Regions from separate parts of the Mus musculus genome. Here regions 2 and 3 are each linked to region 1. The links are chromatin contacts, called in public HiChIP or PLAC-seq maps. All regions are on one chromosome and are shown on one strand. Each heading gives the region's core, a stretch centred on a gene start, on an enhancer-like site or on the middle of the called end of the contact. The rest is flanking DNA. Distances are from core to core; before and after follow the strand shown. Region 1 holds the start of Lgals8 (lectin, galactose binding, soluble 8). Region 2 has its middle 110 kb from the start of Ero1b. Region 3 overlaps Mtr (5-methyltetrahydrofolate-homocysteine methyltransferase).

Region 1 (2,700 bases), core at 6-2,505:
ATTAAGTAAGTTGAGGGTGGGGTGGGGGTGGCAGAGTTACTCCGGGGAATACCAAATGCAATGTTTTGCATCAGCCCGGTTTTGAAAGATAAGAGCGCCCCCTCGGCACTGCGCCCTGCCCACTGAATCATTTACTACCTCTAGTCCTGATGACTCAAACCAGAACCAAGCCAGAAAATGAAACTAGAGTTTCCTGTCTTTTACTTCCTACAGTTCCGCCAGGCTGTAGACAATAGGCACTCGCCAAATCTCTTATTTTACCGGAGAAAAGAAAATTGCATCTCTCTTGGTTACACCCCTAAAAACCACCCTAGACCCCTACCTAGTATCTGTCACTAACTCATTTTATTCAAATCCTCTGAGCCTTTAATTCTGTTCTGTGCAATCCAGGAAGCACGAACTAGAGCAAAAAGGAGACAAGGAATTGCCATCACCACATCCATAATTGATATCTTTCCCGGAGAGAGATCAAGATGGCCTAGGTTGGCATTAAATAACTACTCTCCGAAGTCTCCAGACACGTATCACCGTCAGTCACAACAAGCCGTGGCTTAGGTTTAGGACGATTCCCAAACCCAGAGAAATTGCGTTTCCCCGTGTTTAACGTTGGGATAGAATGACGCAGCATGCTAAAGTGCGTGTCTGGAATAACGGAGTGTGACACAGCTGTCAACTGTCCCTGGGCCTGTCATTCTTGGGGATCCAGGTGATGCTCGCCCTTTCCCTGGCAGGTGAGCCGCCGAGCGGAGAGCCCTCACCGCAGCAGTCAGCGTTGTCCCGACACTACGGTCCCAGTACAAGCCTCAACCCACGATCGCTCCCGGTGTCCGGTGCCCCGTGCATGTGTCACGGAGGAGACGGCGGGATGCCGTGTCCACACTCGGATTCCGGTCCGGGAACAGTGGTATCCCGATGTCCCTGAGCCCGCAGTCGCCAGGACTCACCCCGGTGGTAGTAAGCGCTTTGCTCCGACTTGTGTCCCCTGACGGACGCCGTCCGGTTCCCGGAGCCGCCACAGGCAGAGGGCGGGGTCAGCCCGCGGCCGTTTCCGCGAGAACGACTGCAGGGGCGGGGCGTCCGAGTGCTGCGAGCTGGGGCTGTTGGGCTCTTAATGTCACACACGCAGACCTATGGCTGGCTGTGGGAGTGGCTGGCTGGGGTTGGGGTGTGGCTCACCTCACGTGCTGGAAGCCCCCAGGTTGATTTCCACCCAGCTCTGCACAAATCGGTCGGGGTGCACCCCTGTAGTTCCAGCCCTGCGAGGTGGAGGCAGGAGGACCACAAGTTCAATGTCATACTGGAGAACTTAAGGAATTCGGGGTCACTCTGGGACAGATACCTGATCTCAAGGGTGTTAAAAATACACTTAAAGAATAATCGTGGGGGGTGTGGCCGGGGTACTCCTGGGTTTGCCTCCTTTGCAGCCTTGGGTCAGAACTGAACAATGTTGTGAGCCAATCAGATTTAGCAGCCACTCATTGCCAATAACTAGCCTTGTGTGTGGAGGAATTCGTTCTTCTTTGTCCCTGCAAGAAACCCCATCCTGTGAGCAGTAGCCAGAACATGTCAACACTGGGTGATTGGCCGCTTATTCTGTGCTGGAGTTTACTACAGGGAACGCTTCCTTAGGAAACAGTTTAGACACTGATGCTCAGTTCTGAGCAGAGTAGATGGTCAATAAGCACTGAGCTGCATAGTCAGGGCGCTGCACTGCTGACGGTTTGCCCCGTATTTGTACGAACAAACTTAAATAAAACTGTAGGGCGCTGAGAATGGCTGACTGAGCTACCTAGTTTTGATGTCCTAATGGCCTCAAGGTTATGTTCTTTTCTAGATATTAGCCATGTTTGTTTTTAAAGGACATGTTTGACATAGCCATTTGGTCTTTTTCTCTGGCTGTGTGTTTTATTTTGTTTTGAACTTGTATTTTATTTTTTTAAAGCCTCTTAGCAGCAACCTCGTGTTCTGATTCGTTACTTTTTCTCCTTCCTCATGTCCATTTTCTAATTTTGATTAACTCCTCAAGATTCTACTTTAATAGCTGGAGTTAACCCTTGATGTATGTTGTCTTAGCTCTGTTGTTATTACTAGGTGTGGTAGGCTTCTCACTACACTTTCTGGGGTTTGTAAGAGATAGGGTGTGGAGAGCTTTTGGAGCCCGTTTCTAGAAACTTTGCAGGAATTAAACATTGGGCCAGGACACAGAAGTAAGCTCAGGCAGGAATATCGTTTTGGGCTAGAGCAAAGAAGTAGGCTTCAGTCAAGAATGTGACTTTGGGCTAGGAGAGGGAAGTAGGCTCAGATATCTTGGTCATCTTGATAAGCCCCTGCCTGGAAACATTGATCACAGGACTTTGTTCCTTGACTGTTTGTGTTTATAGTCCTGCTTGTCCTTGACCCAGAACTGATATTATTTTGCATGTACTTAAACTGGTATCAAAGCAGACTGGAAAAACATTATAAGCCTGACTCAGCCTCAGAACTCGCTGGGGTCATGCCACAGTGTTGTCTTGTTGTCTTTTTTCTTTTTAATTCCGACTCCCTCCCTGGAGAACCTGTTGACTGACGGAGCTGGCTTGGTCAATAGGGAATCTGCCATACACATTCCCAACCCTACTGTAATGCCTCTAAAGAAGGGCTCCCCAGGCTTCGGTTGAGTGCTACATTATTCAAAATGAAGAGCAGTTGAGTTATCTTCAG
Region 2 (2,700 bases), core at 101-2,600, 220 kb after region 1:
TGTGTGTGTGTGTGCAAAGTGCCAATTTTATTTACAAGCTTGTTAAGTAGACTCTGCATGCCTGCAGGAAGCAATAAGTGAGGCTGACATCTTTAAACAGCATCTAAATGTTTAAACCTGCTTGCTTGATGGTCACTGCTCATAAAACCTGGCCCAGTGCTTAGTACTTTGATGAGGATCTCCCTAAGGATCCAAGTACCCGTTGTTTGAAGTATACTTTCTTCTAGTGACCAGCCTGGCAAACAGGACTGAGGTAGCTACACAGCTTTTTAGACACCTGTTTAGCAATTTTTTTTTTTTTTCGAGACAGGGTTTCTCTGTATAGCTCTGGCTGTCCTGAAACTCACTCTGTAGACCAGGCTGGCCTTGAACTCAGAAATCCGCCTGCCTCTGCCTCCCAAGTGCTGGGATTAAAGGCGTGCGCCACCACGCCCGGCTCTGTTTAGCAAATTTAATGACAGTTCATGGTATAGCCAGTTGGTTGTTTTTGCTGATTTCTTTTAATGGCAAGGGGATAAAAATCAGCGAAGAGCACAGGATCAGTTACTTAGAAGTCAGCATCCAAGGTAAAAGAATTCTCTGTCGAAATCGACATGACTCCCATCCTCTGATACTCGCCTACTCGCTTCTCAAAGAAGTTTGTCTTTCCTTCTAGTGAGATATTTTCCATGAAGTCAAACGGATTTTCTACTCTGAAAATCTTGTTAAAACCCAGCTCCAGCATAAGCATGTCGGCCACAAACTCAAGATCCCAAGGAAAGAGAATATCTCTTCAATGCTATTGAAACTATGCCTTGTGTGAAGAAGAAGGCTGACTGGGCCTTGCGCTGGATTGGGGACAAAGAGGCTGCGTATGGAGAAAGAGTTGTGGCCTTTGCCGCCGTAGAAGGAATCTTCTTTTCCGGTTCTTTTGCATCAATATTGTGGCTCAAGAAACGGGGACTGATGCCGGGCCTTACATTTTCCAATGAGCTTATTAGCAGAGACGAGGGTTTACACTGGGACTTTGCCTGCCTGATGTTCAAGCACCTGGCACACAAGCCGTCGGAGCAGAGGGTCAAAGAGATAATCACTACCGCGGTTAGGATAGAGCAGGAGTTCCTCACGGAGGCCTTGCCCGTGAAGCTCATCGGGATGAGTTGCACTTTGATGAAGCAGTACATTGGGGAGCACTTTAAGCCTAGCCTGTCCTCTTGGCCACACCCTTTTCTGCCTCCGCATCTGGAATCTGGATCGTGGTAGAAGTTTGAAGTAGAGCTGTGGACCTAACGGAGCAGGGGAGTTCGGGGAGGATGGGCGGGGGCGGGGGACAAAGACTTTGGTCCAGTAAAGAGAGCTTAGGTGTCCTGGGTCCTAGGATCCTAGCTAAAAGTTTGGGGGTGTTTTCACCATGGACTCAAAGCAGGTGGTGGACAGGAGGCCCCTCAACAGGGGTTTCTGGTTACGACTACAACTTCTGTGGCTTTTTTCTTAGACCATTTTACCAGAATTTTCTTCATTGGCCGAGCCAATGAAGGGGTTTGTGTGGGTGAAGAAATCTTTGTCTCAAAAGTGGTTCCGGGATTGCAGTGGGGCGGGCAAGAAGTGGACCTTGGCGCCATCTGCTGGACTTTTACATTTTTTATTATTTGGACGGCCGAGAAACAGAAATTCGTTAGATTGGTCTTTAATCCGAGTCACTTCTGAAAACCTTTTATACGAAGAAATGTAGAAAAGATAATTTTAATGAAGTTCTACTATTTAAGAGCCTTCAGGAGGTTCATGCCAGCACTGGAGAAGCTGAGGCAGAAGACTAACAAGTTCCAAGCCTGGGTCACTTGGTCATTTAGTAAGTTCAAGGCCACTATAGACTACATATTGAGACCCTGCCTCAATATGCCAATAAATAAATAAATAAATAAATAAATAAATAAATAAATAAATAAGGAGGGTCTAGGGAGATAGAGTTGATAAAGAGCTTACTCAGCAGGTATATGGATCTGAGTTGGAAATACAGAACACGGGTTAAAAGCTGGGCATGGTAGCATGCATTTGTAATCCCAAAGCAAGACCCACAGAGAGGGACCGCTCACTGCAGCCCACTGCTCAGCCAGTCTGGTCTAATCAGTAAGCCCCCAGGTTCCAACGAGAGAGCCTGTCTCAAAAGGTGAAAGCTCTCGAGGAACCACACCCAAGGATGACCTCTGAACTCCACCTAGGCACAGGCATAGACATGCACTATGCATACACGTGCCATATACATAAACCAAGTATTACTTAAATACAACATCTCTACTAAAGAATGTATCAAATCTGATCTCTTCAAAGATGGTCAATTAATTTTTAAAAATTTTTTTCTTGAAGTGCCGAGAGATGTGAACTGGGTGGGTGGGTGGGGGGAATTTTATGCATGTTAAACAAGTACTCTGCTACTGAGCAACCGCCTCTGTCCACCAATTATTTGAATTTTTAACTTGACTTCTTCCCCTCCAACATGCCCTCCCTTACAAATGCAGATGGGGGTCTGGAGAGATGGCTCAGCAGTTAAGAGCTCTGACTGCTCTTCCAGCAATCACCTGATGGCTCACAACCATCTGTATGGGATCTGATGCCCTCTTCTGGTGTACTCATACACATGAAATAAATAAAATGTAAACAAACAAACAAAAACAGGAAACCAAAGCACAGACGGTTAGAACTTCTGATAGCTTGGTGTGACAT
Region 3 (2,700 bases), core at 157-2,656, 250 kb before region 1:
AGAGGCCTTTTAGTGGTTTACTTCAGAGCCCCTAGCCCAGATGCTCAACAAGAATTCACTAAATGACAGTTTTAAGTACTTGTTATAATAAAGAATTCTGCCCGTACATAAGAGAGACTATTTAAAGTCCCAGTACTTAAAAGAGTGACAGAGTTTCAAAATATGCATTCTTAAAGACGACCACTGGCTTGTCAAGCCACATATCAGTACTAACATTGCATTTATCTTAGGTGGGCACTAAGGTAAGAGGTGATATGGTGCCAATGGCCAGCTCTGACATCCAGGGGGTAAAATGAGGCAGGCAGCAGATGGAGGTCAGTGCTGAGAACAGCTGACAGGCAGTCCAGATACTGATGGGGGTTGCTGAAAATGGCAGCCAGTGATGAGAGAAATTACTCAGCAGACTTTTCTCTGAGGGAACAGAGCTTAATTTACTGGGCTGGCACTTCCTGTGGCCACTGAAAAACTCTGAACTCTCTAACTTTGTTGGGGCCATCGAGAAAGAAAAGAAAAGGAGAAAACGCATACACACATATACACACTGAGTAAGTGAAGCAAAAGGCAGACTCCAAGACCTACAAATACATACATGCATACATACATGCATGCATACAGACTGACATATACATATTCACAAATAGATTAGATGAAGCAAAGCTCCAGCAAGCAGGCTCCAAGCATGTCACACATACGTAACATACACACACAACTGGTGGATGCAGCAACTACCAGCACACCCAGACAAGCTTTACAAATATAAATACACACAGATTTGATGGATGGAACAAAGATCCAACATAGTCTCACAAAAACTTTACACATATACACGTTTACAAACAAAGTTCCAACAAGTTTATTCTTTCCCTCATGGCTTATATATCCCAGCAAAATCTTTCAAGTGGTATAAAATCATAATGTGATTACAAATTAGTTTTTTCTAGTAAATGACTAAAAAAACCAATATGTTCCCCAATACCTTTACAAGAAATCACGTTACGAACTACAGATAAAGAAAACAAATGATTTTCAGGAACTCACATACATTTGTAACTGAGTAACTTGCTATAGATTAACAGAGTGTGAGCTAGCAATGTAGTTTTCTCAGCCCGTTTCTCTTACTGACAGGCAGCAATTTGCAGTTACAAAGAAATGATAAATTCATTTTATTACCAATCTTTAAAAGTAATCTTATAAGAATCTTAAAAGAATCACAATTCTGAACATTTATATAAAAATCAGTCACATCTACTTTAAATCCTCAAAATGCGCATCTACCAATCAGCAATTCTTATTAAACCATATGAAGAAGCTGAGGACAAAAATGGGTACAAGAAATCGTCACCAGCCCAGCCTCAGTGAGTCACGTCAGCCAGCACTGCCATTGTTCTTGTTCCCTGACCATAAAAGTTTCCTAGCTTAGCTAATGAGTGCGCCTTTCTGAGCTTTCAATGGCTCCCTAAGATTTTCTACATCAGAGCCAGTAGCAAAACCATTTAAACCTAGTTTCACTAACTGTTTCTCCAAATGTTTTCTAAGGGTGGTGGTCACTACTCCTGAGTTCTTTCCTAGGGTGGTGACTGAGTCATTAATCTGTTCCAGCAGCAATGCCTGAAAGAGATCAAGCACTATTGTTTTAGGTGCCAGAGATACTGCCCAGGAAAGGACTGGAAGCTGCCTTAGAATTTTCATACAATTCTTAGATTAAGAGGAACGTGAGGTCAGCAAGCAGAGCAGAACTCTGTAATAGCATGAAGTCCTCAGGGTCACGCCTCAGCCAAGGTACACCAATCCTGGCTGTGCCAACTGGTGGGCCGAATTCCCTGAGTTCTAAAGTCATTGTTATCTCCCACATGGCCCTGGCAGTATGGAAATACAGAGCACGCAGATTGCGGTGCTAAGAATGTCTGCAAGCTTTCTAACTTGTATACACTGTGAAGATAGACTGGCCAGGGATGGTTCCTAAATATACCCAGAGAAGGTGTGACCAGATAATGCTTTCAAGCTCTGTCTATACTGCAACCTCAGAAAACACTCATATGCACAACTTACTGAAAAATAGGCAAAGGAAATGTTAAAATTTCTAATTTGCCAACCTGAGGTAGAAACATCTTTCCAGCTCCAAAAAGATCACCAACCACTTTCATGCCATTCATTAGGGGCCCTTCAATTATATTCAGAGGCCGAGGGTATTTTTCCCCGTTTAACCTGGCTTCTTCAGTATCTTCAACAATGTGCTTTTCAATGCCCTTAAAAGAAAAAAAGAAAGAAAGTAGGGAGAAGGGAACAAACAGAAAACTGTATTAAGGCCAAAAACAAAGAATGAATCACAGGCATGCTGAAGAATGTGAACCCCAGAATCAGTCGGAGTCTGCATCCCTGTTCTCATCACCAACACAGGCAGTTCATTAAGTTTTGCTTCCTCACTTACAAAGCACAAAAGTACCAATCTCGTGGTTTTTGGCAATCGCTGTAATATAATTTACCCACAGTGCCTAGCTAATGATAGGAAGTAAGTACACAGGAAACTAAGAAGTACAGTGGGGACTAGGAAGGCTGCTCAGTGTTAGAGTATATGCTTATACGTGTGAGGGGCTGGGCTCACTGGTTACATGCTAACAAATACACACGTCTGTGAAATCAGTATCTGCTCAATGCGGTGTGGTAGTGCATGTCTTAAATGCTAGCATTCCGGAGGCATTG

Evidence for each region. HiChIP or PLAC-seq counts read pairs in DNA pulled down with a chosen protein or histone mark.
Region 2: an H3K4me3 HiChIP or PLAC-seq map of bone marrow-derived macrophages shows a contact between it and region 1, with 5 times the contacts expected there. The contact joins the enhancer-like site here to the promoter of Lgals8 in region 1. A contact is called at or near these places in 14 of 484 Hi-C or Micro-C datasets (the C2C12 cell line, the CH12 cell line, the G1E-ER4 cell line and 9 more), 4 of 115 datasets of contacts at active chromatin or transcription factors (the SCID.adh cell line, bone marrow-derived macrophages, embryonic stem cells and 1 more) and 3 of 9 other capture datasets (adipose tissue, liver and pancreatic islet).
Region 3: an H3K27ac HiChIP or PLAC-seq map of extraembryonic endoderm stem cells shows a contact between it and region 1, with 3 times the contacts expected there. The contact joins the enhancer-like site here to the promoter of Lgals8 in region 1. A contact is called at or near these places in 2 of 484 Hi-C or Micro-C datasets (the HL-1 cell line and macrophages), 3 of 115 datasets of contacts at active chromatin or transcription factors (bone marrow-derived macrophages, embryonic stem cells and extraembryonic endoderm stem cells) and 2 of 9 other capture datasets (adipose tissue and liver).

What each region holds. Positions count from the first base shown.
Region 1 is chr13:12,460,483-12,463,182 of GRCm38.p6, forward strand. It overlaps Lgals8 (lectin, galactose binding, soluble 8), which reads right to left and starts at 1,256. Exons shown (of 10, transcript NM_001199043.1): 1 at 759-1,256.
Region 2 is chr13:12,679,196-12,681,895 of GRCm38.p6, forward strand. No RefSeq gene overlaps it. Among named protein-coding and RNA genes, the nearest start is that of Ero1b, 110 kb to the left of the region's middle. Within about 2 kb of position 1,351, at least 10 of the 459 cell types and tissues checked have an H3K27ac peak or open chromatin away from gene starts, as enhancers often do. A contact at or near this core is called in bone marrow-derived macrophages, where this site is marked.
Region 3 is chr13:12,213,320-12,216,019 of GRCm38.p6, forward strand. It overlaps Mtr (5-methyltetrahydrofolate-homocysteine methyltransferase), which reads right to left. Exons shown (of 33, transcript NM_001081128.3): 20 at 2,094-2,246. Among named protein-coding and RNA genes, the nearest start is that of Gm10336, 28 kb to the left of the region's middle. Within about 2 kb of position 1,407, at least 5 of the 459 cell types and tissues checked have an H3K27ac peak or open chromatin away from gene starts, as enhancers often do. A contact at or near this core is called in extraembryonic endoderm stem cells, where this site is marked.